Regions from separate parts of the Zea mays genome. Here regions 1 and 2 are each linked to region 3. A link is a contact called in public Hi-C data. All regions are on one chromosome and are shown on one strand. Each heading gives the region's core, a stretch centred on a gene start, on an enhancer-like site or on the middle of the called end of the contact. The rest is flanking DNA. Distances are from core to core; before and after follow the strand shown.

What was found. Hi-C and Micro-C count contacts between places; a contact is called where the count stands out from the background.
Region 1: a Hi-C map of tassel shows a contact between it and region 3, with 8 times the contacts expected there. The contact joins the promoter of LOC100283937 here to the promoter of LOC100193342 in region 3. A contact is called at or near these places in 6 of 25 Hi-C or Micro-C datasets (bundle sheath, ear, endosperm and 2 more).
Region 2: a Hi-C map of leaf shows a contact between it and region 3, with 6 times the contacts expected there. The contact joins the promoter of LOC100284672 here to the promoter of LOC100193342 in region 3. A contact is called at or near these places in 7 of 25 Hi-C or Micro-C datasets (bundle sheath, ear, endosperm and 3 more) and 2 of 3 datasets of contacts at active chromatin or transcription factors (leaf and seedling).

Annotation. Positions count from the first base shown.
Region 1 is chr2:204,732,526-204,735,560 of Zm-B73-REFERENCE-NAM-5.0, reverse strand. It overlaps LOC100283937, which reads left to right and starts at 1,595. Exons shown (of 4, transcript NM_001370564.1): 1 at 1,595-1,856; 2 at 1,942-2,288; 3 at 2,374-2,553. The coding sequence starts at 1,656. The coding sequence ends at 2,533. It overlaps LOC103647649 (a long non-coding RNA gene), which reads left to right and starts at 159. Exons shown (of 2, transcript XR_562947.3): 1 at 159-357; 2 at 614-846.
Region 2 is chr2:204,758,049-204,760,842 of Zm-B73-REFERENCE-NAM-5.0, reverse strand. LOC100284672 (ATPUP5) reads left to right here and starts at 1,508. Exons shown (of 2, transcript NM_001157567.1): 1 at 1,508-1,670. The coding sequence starts at 1,616.
Region 3 is chr2:204,932,793-204,935,781 of Zm-B73-REFERENCE-NAM-5.0, reverse strand. It overlaps LOC100193342 (Transmembrane 9 superfamily member 9), which reads right to left and starts at 1,468. Exons shown (of 7, transcript NM_001358712.1): 1 at 1,290-1,468; 2 at 64-228. The coding sequence starts at 1,403.

The DNA of each region.
Region 1 (3,035 bases), core at 346-2,845, 200 kb after region 3:
TGGAACCGAGCTCGGCGCCACAAATCTTGGCGCCGAGCTCGGTTGTGTTATTAAAATATTTGTTGCGGACATGAGCACAAAGCCCATCTAGCCCACTTGGTAGAGCACAAGGCTTCTAACCATGTGGTCGTGGGTTCAAGCCCCATAGTTTGCATTTTTTTTGTTTTTTTTTTGTTTATGTCGTTGGTGTGTCCGCTTAAATTTATTTCTCGCCTAGATTTTTGTTTATCTTCCAGGTGCACTCGATGATGCTGCCATTACAGAGTCATTAGAACTACACAAAATTAAGAGCCGCCAATGGGCGATTTTCAAAACATCTGCAATAAAGGGAGAGGGGCTCTTCGAAGGTTTGGACTGGTAAGTGGGGTCAAATTTTCATGTCCTAAGCGATGTTTCTGCAAGATATGACAAGTGGATGAATGTCTTTAATAAACCATTTGTATCATCAGTTAAAATAGTTCTTCATACATTATCAAGTAGTGGCTGTACTGTCCGTCGATCAAGATGCAGTTCTATGTATTAATTACAAAAAAAACACGCCTTTTGCATTTACGTGATGAGAGAGCTGGAGACATTATTGGAGGAAGCAACTTATGGTTGGCTATTATTGCAGGCTCAGTAACACGCTCAAATCTAGAAGCAGCTAAGGAGCCTCCGCCTGGTCATGAATCATTTGCTGGAGGCTAAAGAATAGCCGATGCTTGCAAGTCAGCGCGCAAATCCCATTCTCTTTGTTTTAACTCCAGAAGTTCTACACCGCCATCAATTATCTGTAAAGTGCGTGTTAAATTTTTTGGATACTACATTAGATGTACCCCCAGGTTGAGATCAAGAATAGGTCTGTGGCAACTTCAGTGTAAGTATAGGTAAATTATATAAGCTGAACTGACTTCAGTGACAAAACAAAGATAAAAAAAATCTAGGCGAGAAATAAATTTAAGCGGACACACCAACGACATAAACAAAAAAAAAACAAAAAAATGCAAACAATGAGGTTTTAACCCACGACCACATGGTTAGAAACCTTGTGCTCTACCAAGTGGGCTAGATGGGCTTTGTGCTCATGTCTGCAACAAATATTTTAATAACACAACCGAGCTCGGCGCCAAGATCTGTGGCGCCGAGCTCGGTTCCACGTCGACGCCACGCGTCAAGACGCTGCCAACGCAACACGACCTCGGCGCCATAGCCTATGGCGCCGAGCTGTGTTAGCTCGGCGCCATAGCCTATGGCGCCGAGCTGTGTTAGCTCGGCGCCATAGGCTATGGCGCCGAGCAAAGGGTCCAAAACTGCATTTAAAATTTTTTTAGGTCTAAACGTGATTTTACTTCTGTTTAAGGGCTAAAATACAAAAAATTCGGACTCGGGTCCCTCGCTCGGGGATAGTCTCGAGCGAGGCATGACTTAGGGCTCTCGTATCTTGGTAAGATCGGAAGCGTGTTTTGTTTATGAACCCTTTTTACTCAAGCTAGAGATTTTACGATTATGATCTAAATACCCGTAATTATGGTAACCGGCAACGAGCTAAAAGTTAGACGACTTCAGTAGCTTCTGGTGGGCAGAGGTTAAAAAAAAGCCGAAACAAAATCGTCACATCTATCATAGTGAGTTTGAGGACATTGGACCGCACCCTGCAGAGGCCAAGCGTCGAACACATGGCGTGCACCTTCCTCCGCCGCGCGTTCTCCCTCACCGCCGCCGGCACCCACGCGACCCCCCGAGTTGCCGCCGCCTTCGCTTCCACTTCCTCCTCATCCTCCGTCGTCGTGCCTCTGCGCTCCCCACTAGACCACCGTCTTCTCCGCCACCTCCGCTCCGAGATCACCTACCTCGCGGAGCGCCGCCCTCCCCACGTGGTAAGGCGGTATTCCTTCCCTCCGCCTTCCCCGCTGCGCCTCACGTTCTCAGCAAAACCCTCATGGTTTCCTCCTCTTCGTGCAGCCGCCGAGTAGCTTCAAGTCGTTCGCCGTGGAGGACCGCCCGGGGGAGCAGTGGGTGCGCCTCCGCGCCAGCGCGGGAGGGGGAGGCGAGGAGGTGAAGGTCGAGGCCACCATGTTCGACGGCGCTGCGGAGCCTGTCCCGGACGACGCGCCCCTCTTCCGCCGCGTGGAGTCGCTCGAGCGCGGGCCCCGCCTCCACCTCAGCCTCATCGTCGAGGTCGCCCGGGGCGACCGCGTCCTCGGCTTCGTCTGCTCCGCCTGGCCCGACGACCTCGCCGTCCGCCACGTGCTCACGCTCGCAGCTGGCGGTGGCAGCAGTGGTGGTCGTCGTGGTGGGCGCGATTTCGAGTATGGATTACTGTGTGGCGCTGCGAGCTGTGTGTCCCGCAGTTTATTCGTTCGCTTCCTGAGGGCTGTGTGATCCGGTTCGCAGGAAACTGGGGGGCGAGGAGAGGGAAGCGGTGACGAAGTTCTTGAAGGAGAGGGAGGTGGACGCCGAGCTCGCCGGATTCTTGCACGACTACATGGCAAACAAGGAGAAGATGGAGCTGCTCCGGTGGTTGAAGACTGTCGAATCATTCCTTAACAAGTAGGATAAGATCGCACACAGAAGGTAATATGTTGGTGAATATGGGTACGTCCTTGATTATACGTAAATTTAATCCGAGTCCTAGTAGAAATGAGTTCAAGTTAAAGGCCGCACTGTTGGAAAGGGCTCAGAATATAATGTTACATGGTCACAAGCGCTAAACGATGGAGGGGGGAGAATAACAGTCCACCCATTAGATTGGGAATTTCAAATTTTATAGAATTGTAGGTATTCCCATTAGACCCTATGTTGATAGAATTTATACCTACAGCCAGCTCGTGTTCTGTAAATTCAACCTTGCTTTTGGATTTTAACCTCTAGTGTGTGTGGTTTAGTTTCTGAAAGCAAATGGAATATATGTGGTCCAACAATACTGCCAAATGATATACAGCCATTTACCGACGGCCTACCTGTGTAATTTTCGGTAGGTCACTGTTGTTAAATTGTTCAACTTGTGCCAAGCTGCGGTGTAGCAGCCAACTAACTGATCTGACTATCTGAGGAGG
Region 2 (2,794 bases), core at 259-2,758, 170 kb after region 3:
TGAGAGAATCCTGGTCCTTAGTGGACTCCTCAACGGAGACGTAGGTTTCTTTGTCGTGTGTTCCTTATTTTTGACTTCCAATTTATTTTCACTTTTCTCCCTGGTCTTATATTTACTTGCACTAAATTTCTATTCCATTGTGTTACCAAGTCCGGTTCCGCATTATGTTTAATAGCAAGCTTGAGCAAGTATGTTTAATAGCAAGCTTGAGCAAGTATTGTGCTTATACTAACCCGAACTTACACATCTTGTTTTAAGCACATAATATCATAACCTTGGATTGAATTTGGATTGTTTTGAGTTAAATTTTAGGTGTCGCCTACTCATCCCCGTATAGGAGACTATTTGACCACCTTGGTGGTGACCACAATTTCTATAACCACGTTTGTGGTTGAAGCCACGTCCCCATGATGAAAAATTCATAGAGGACTAGTAGTTTTCTTGAAGAATTTCGAGGCACATGTAGTAGGCCATCATTTGTGCATATAGACCGCTTAGATTGAGCGGGTTATAGTCAAGGTTAAAGCCTCAGACAGTATATCATCTTCTCATCTTGGACTAACTTTCATGCAATGACAAGCTCATCACCATAGGCCTTCATATTAGAAAAGTACACTGGGTGGACATACTGCCCTTATTAGTGTTCGACAACTACATCCTAATGTTTGACACATGTGAGGGACGTGGCCACAAACTTCCCTTCAAGATTCATCCAAACTAACGATGTTGTGGACAATGTGACAACTTAAGACGACACTTGTTTTTTTCATGTAATTGACGAGAAAGCTGAGCAACTACTGATCTTATGCCAACTAGTGCTCATATGCTGGATTGATAAGAATGTTCTTGAATTTTGCATCAGCGATGTACGTGATTGCCTTTTACGGCACTTGAACAATCGAATCTAGGAACACGTCTAATTACTCCGCTCTAATAACCAAAAGAATTTGTGGTCTCGAGAGGAGAAAGTTCTCTATGGTTAGCTTCTTAAGGGCTAATTTGGTGGTCACCAAACCAGCCCTAAGAAATTAATTGTAAGACCAAGGGACATCGAGGCGAAAAAAGACCATGCCATAAAATGAATATGTATGGAATATCGAAAGTGATTTTGACTACCATGTTTATGTATACATGGACATCGAAGTATGCTCACCATAGAGATCTATGTTATATATACTAGCGACAACAACTAGATGTAAGATATTAAAAATTGATTATAGCAGCTTGAAATACAGTTCAAGAAACTAACAAAAATATATTTATTTTTCTATATATCTTTAAAGACTGCTAATTTAATTGGTGATATATCATAAAAAAAGATCCGTATACGATATAAAAAGATATACACGTATCTATCTGTATAGTCATCAGTAGGTTACTCAGGTTCAGGAGCGCGTGCGTGTAGGCACAAGGGCCCACAACAGGGCCCGCCCGTCTGTGCACGGATATGCGCACGTCCACCAACCATCTCCAATTCTCAACTACAGGTTCTACATGAGAGGCAGAACTGCCTGCGTCGTAGGATTGTGGGACTCCCAGCTGGTGGAGTGGAGCTTCCGAGTGTCCACTCCAATTCTCCAACGCCAGGGTGTTGCAGACTTGCAGGCAGTGGAACATGGACAAGGAAGGCGACGGCCACCACCACCACGCCATCCGAGTCCCATCCCCAGGTCTGATTCTTGACTCGTCTCCTCTCTTCGATTCCTCCCAGGACAAAACCAGTCCGTTCCCTTCTTTTCTAGGGTTGAATTCTCGTATCGCCTCCAACCTTCATCCAGTACAGTTTCGCGCGTACCTGGCTCCCGAAACCAGGGCTCCGCTCTGAGTGATTTGGGAATTCAACTTGATCGTCTCGCTGGTTGCCGTTTCCCCGCAGTTTCTAAGCAACATGCTCAATCAAAAGCCTCAAAGACAGTTGGGTTCTGCAGAATGGGTACATCCAGCAGTTTCTAGGGTGCTTTATTTTTTGTTTCTTCCTTCTTCTTCTTTTTGAGTTGCCTTGGTTGGTACCCTGTAGAACTGGATGCTCTTTTCAGTGGCATGAGAATTGCGATTTGAGTACACACACACTCTTTTCGGAACCTTTTCTTATTTCAATGAAACCCACTAAGCAGACACTGAAACATTTTACGGCAATAGCGTAGAATTGTACTGCTTTTTTTTTAAAAGAAACAAAATTGTACTGTTTTCTCGGTGTCCACTTTAATGCAAAGGCAGAGCACCTGCCAGAAAGAAAAGAAAAGGACCCTGAAACATTCCGCAGAAGAATAATTTGCCATGGCCGTACACGGATGATTGGAATTTGGAAGTGGTTCGGCATTTTTCCCAACGACCAACTTAAATTAATATATTCATGTGACCAATATGATACGTACTATAATGATTTTTAAGTACTAAAATAGTATCGTGAAATTCAATCCCTGTTTCTGAGTAACTGGTCACACCAATCCCATTTTGCCCGTAAGGATTCTATCTCATGTGAACCCCACATATAAATAAGATCCTGCAGCTATATATCTAAAGTTGTAATCTTTTAATAATACAGATCCAAATTCCTCTATTTTATTTTATTATTATATATTAAAGTCCTGCAGCTAGCCGTCACCACGAAGGGCCACGTCATCCTTAAAATAGAAACCGTTCGATTCTTTTGCGGTGGATGCTGTTTTTTTTTTCCTTTTAAAAAGCATGAAAAAAGAGAGGAAAGAGTGCTTTCCAAAAACGTCTCCGCAGCGGTATCAGAAAACTGATGCTTTCAACATCCTTATGTTTAATACCGTTAATGTATTTTGTA
Region 3 (2,989 bases), core at 219-2,718:
ACGCCACACACTTACCCGAGGACGAAACCTCAATTAATCTGTTATGTTATATATGGTACTAACCACATAAGGAGAGTTCTCAATGCGATCGCCACGAAGAACCTCCCCGAGATTTTCGGCACTGTCAACTATGGCATCTGGCTTGCAGAATGGAAGGGAGTAATATGTATACGGGAGTTGAGTCTTGATAGATGTCAACTTATTCACCTTCACTGGAAGCGGACCACCCTGTGGGCCAATTAGAAGTGCAAAAAAATGCAATCATATCAGTACTCACAAAATGACACTGCTTTCTTATAGGAGATTAACACAGCGAATGTCATTCCTTTGCCATGAGTGGTCCCCTACAAAATACCTTATTACATGATTTAGCACCTCACTTAGGAGAGTTGATACCAAATTAAACTATTGTGTAAAGTCCGTCTGGCACAGCTTCAGCACCTCCATAAGGCTATCCGCGCTGCTGTTACTCTATATTTTTACTCTAAAAAAATGTTCTAGTGCAATCAGCAAGATTTTTTCCTCTACATCAACTTCTCATGCACCCATATTACTCTATAAATTTCCTCTATATTCAACTATCATATATTTTATTCATTCACTTCCAACTACCATCTATCATTTACCTCTCTCTCTCTCCTTCCGTACAGAAGAGGAGGATAGCGGGCTTCTTGGCGTAAACCTGGAGGTACGCTTCTATACCCTAACCCATAGAGTCCTTCTCTACAGCATTTTCTTACTCTATTTCATACGGCAGAGGTTTGGCGCAAACGGTAGTGGAGTGCGGATAGCCTAAGCTGCCTTGCTACATCATTCTGAGAAGAGAGATAAAGAAGTCTAGGCTTCTACTTAACCTTCGGATCAAGGACCAGGACCATCATCTGGATTCTGGAAGACAGATTCAACGTTATCTTATATAGTGTACAGATACAAAATGACATGTGTTGACTTTTCCACACGAGGCACAATCTCTGATCACATCAAAATCTAGTGGTTATTTTTCAGATGAGGACAAAGATCACAACAGCAAACCATAGAAAGGAAAGGCTGCAAATAAAAGCGCGCGAATTGAGGTGCAACATGTGAATCCCAAGCCCAAACATGGAACCATGCTAGCTGATCCGGATGAACGAATCGGGGACGCTGCACACTGCACACGAAACCCTCGAGCTGGATCTGCGGATACTAGTCCCTGTACCGACCGGCACCCCGTTCAGTAGATCCAGCAGTTACACAACCACTCCAAGGCGCACCGAAATGGGAGGGAAAACCTCAGGTACCCAACAAACCTTGGCGAAGTCGGTCGGGGCGACGCCGGGGAGGTAGAACCCGGCGGCCGGCGCGGCGACGGCGAGCAGGACCGCGAGCGCCGCGGCCCACCGGAGCATCGCCGGCGTCCGCATCGGTGAGGAGGCGGGAGAATCACAGCCCGGGGGTAGGGATAAGCCCCAGAGATCTGCGCGGCGAGGCGGTGGGTGGCGTTATGGCTCGCAGGTTCGGCGTCGCGCGGGAGGTCGGGTGAGTAGTAGAGGGCTAGACCGCTAGAGGCAACGGCGACGCGCGGGCGCGCTGCGAGGCGGAAGTTTCGGTAGTTCGGTGGATCTTCTGGGGTTTTTATCGATAAATTATAAATAAATAAATAGTTTATTGACGCTTAGATCCCTAGTGATACGTTTAATTGCTCGGATGGTGTCGGTTAGTTTGGTCCGAGTTTGACCTCGTTTCTCGTGACACGTGCGAGGGAGGTGGTGCTTGTCTGACGTGACCTGCAGGCCGCAACGGTGGTGTTTGGCATGACCTGATAATTTGATGTTGCAAGTACAGGTTCTCATTCTCTAACGCTTAGAACGATTCGTGTTTTTTTTTTTGCTTTTTGTTAAGATGGTGTTTGTTTTGGAGTCTAGTTGAACTTGAACAGAATGATAACGTTCAGTTTTCTGAAAATGAAATGACTGTGTTTGGAAAATAGAACGGTGGTGTTCGGGTCTGCGAGCAAAAAATGTTCGATAAAGAAAGCGGGTGATTCATATTATCTTTTTTTGAAGGCGCTCTGTTAAGGACTTTTCTAAACCAAACATTATTATTGAAGGTAGAATTGAGCCGCTATGTCATCTCACTCTTTGACCAAACACTATTTTCACTTATAGGTCATGTTCCAAACATCTTGAGCTAATTGGTAGTCAGCTAATAGATTGTTAGCTAGGTTAAATCATCTAACAACTAATTGTTATTTGAGAGGTATAACTAGAGATGACAATGGGTACCCGCGACCCGATACCCGATAGGTATTTACTCCATTAGAGTATATATGTGGGCTAAATATTCTACTCGTGGGTCTGTTATTGGGCAAAAATCTTCACCCAATGGGTAAACGGGTATTAGAACGTTCCGCCTTCACCCATACCCGTTAACCCTTAGGTATAAAATACCCAATATAAACTTAGCCCAAGCATGAACTTAGACTTTAGTCATCCATCTTTTTTACTATTTAACAACCTTTTAGACCATAATGTCATAGAAGCCTTAACGACAATTTAATGACCATGTAATGAAACATGTAATGTGCTATGTAGTACTATCCTAGTGTTACTACTTTATCTAATTATCTTTGGTGTGTTGAATGGATGGTTAAATGATGCTACAAAATTTTGTAATGATATTTATATGGATATACTTGACATTTGTATAGTATAATATTTTGATAGATGTTTAATTTTTGTGGGTACGTTTGACCCGATGGGTGACCCATACCCACATGAGTATGGGTATGGGGGTAAATTCATACCCACCAGTGTATATGGGTGACTCGGTGGGGTTATTTTTGTGTCGTGGGTATGAGTATGGGGTAGTAATACCCGGTGGGTATTTACCCATTGCCGTCTCTAGGTATAACTAATAATTAGTTGATCCATTAGTTGACCTATTCTAAACCTCTTAGGCGTGTTACGTTCCCACCTCACTTTTAATCCCTAAAATACCAAACAATATG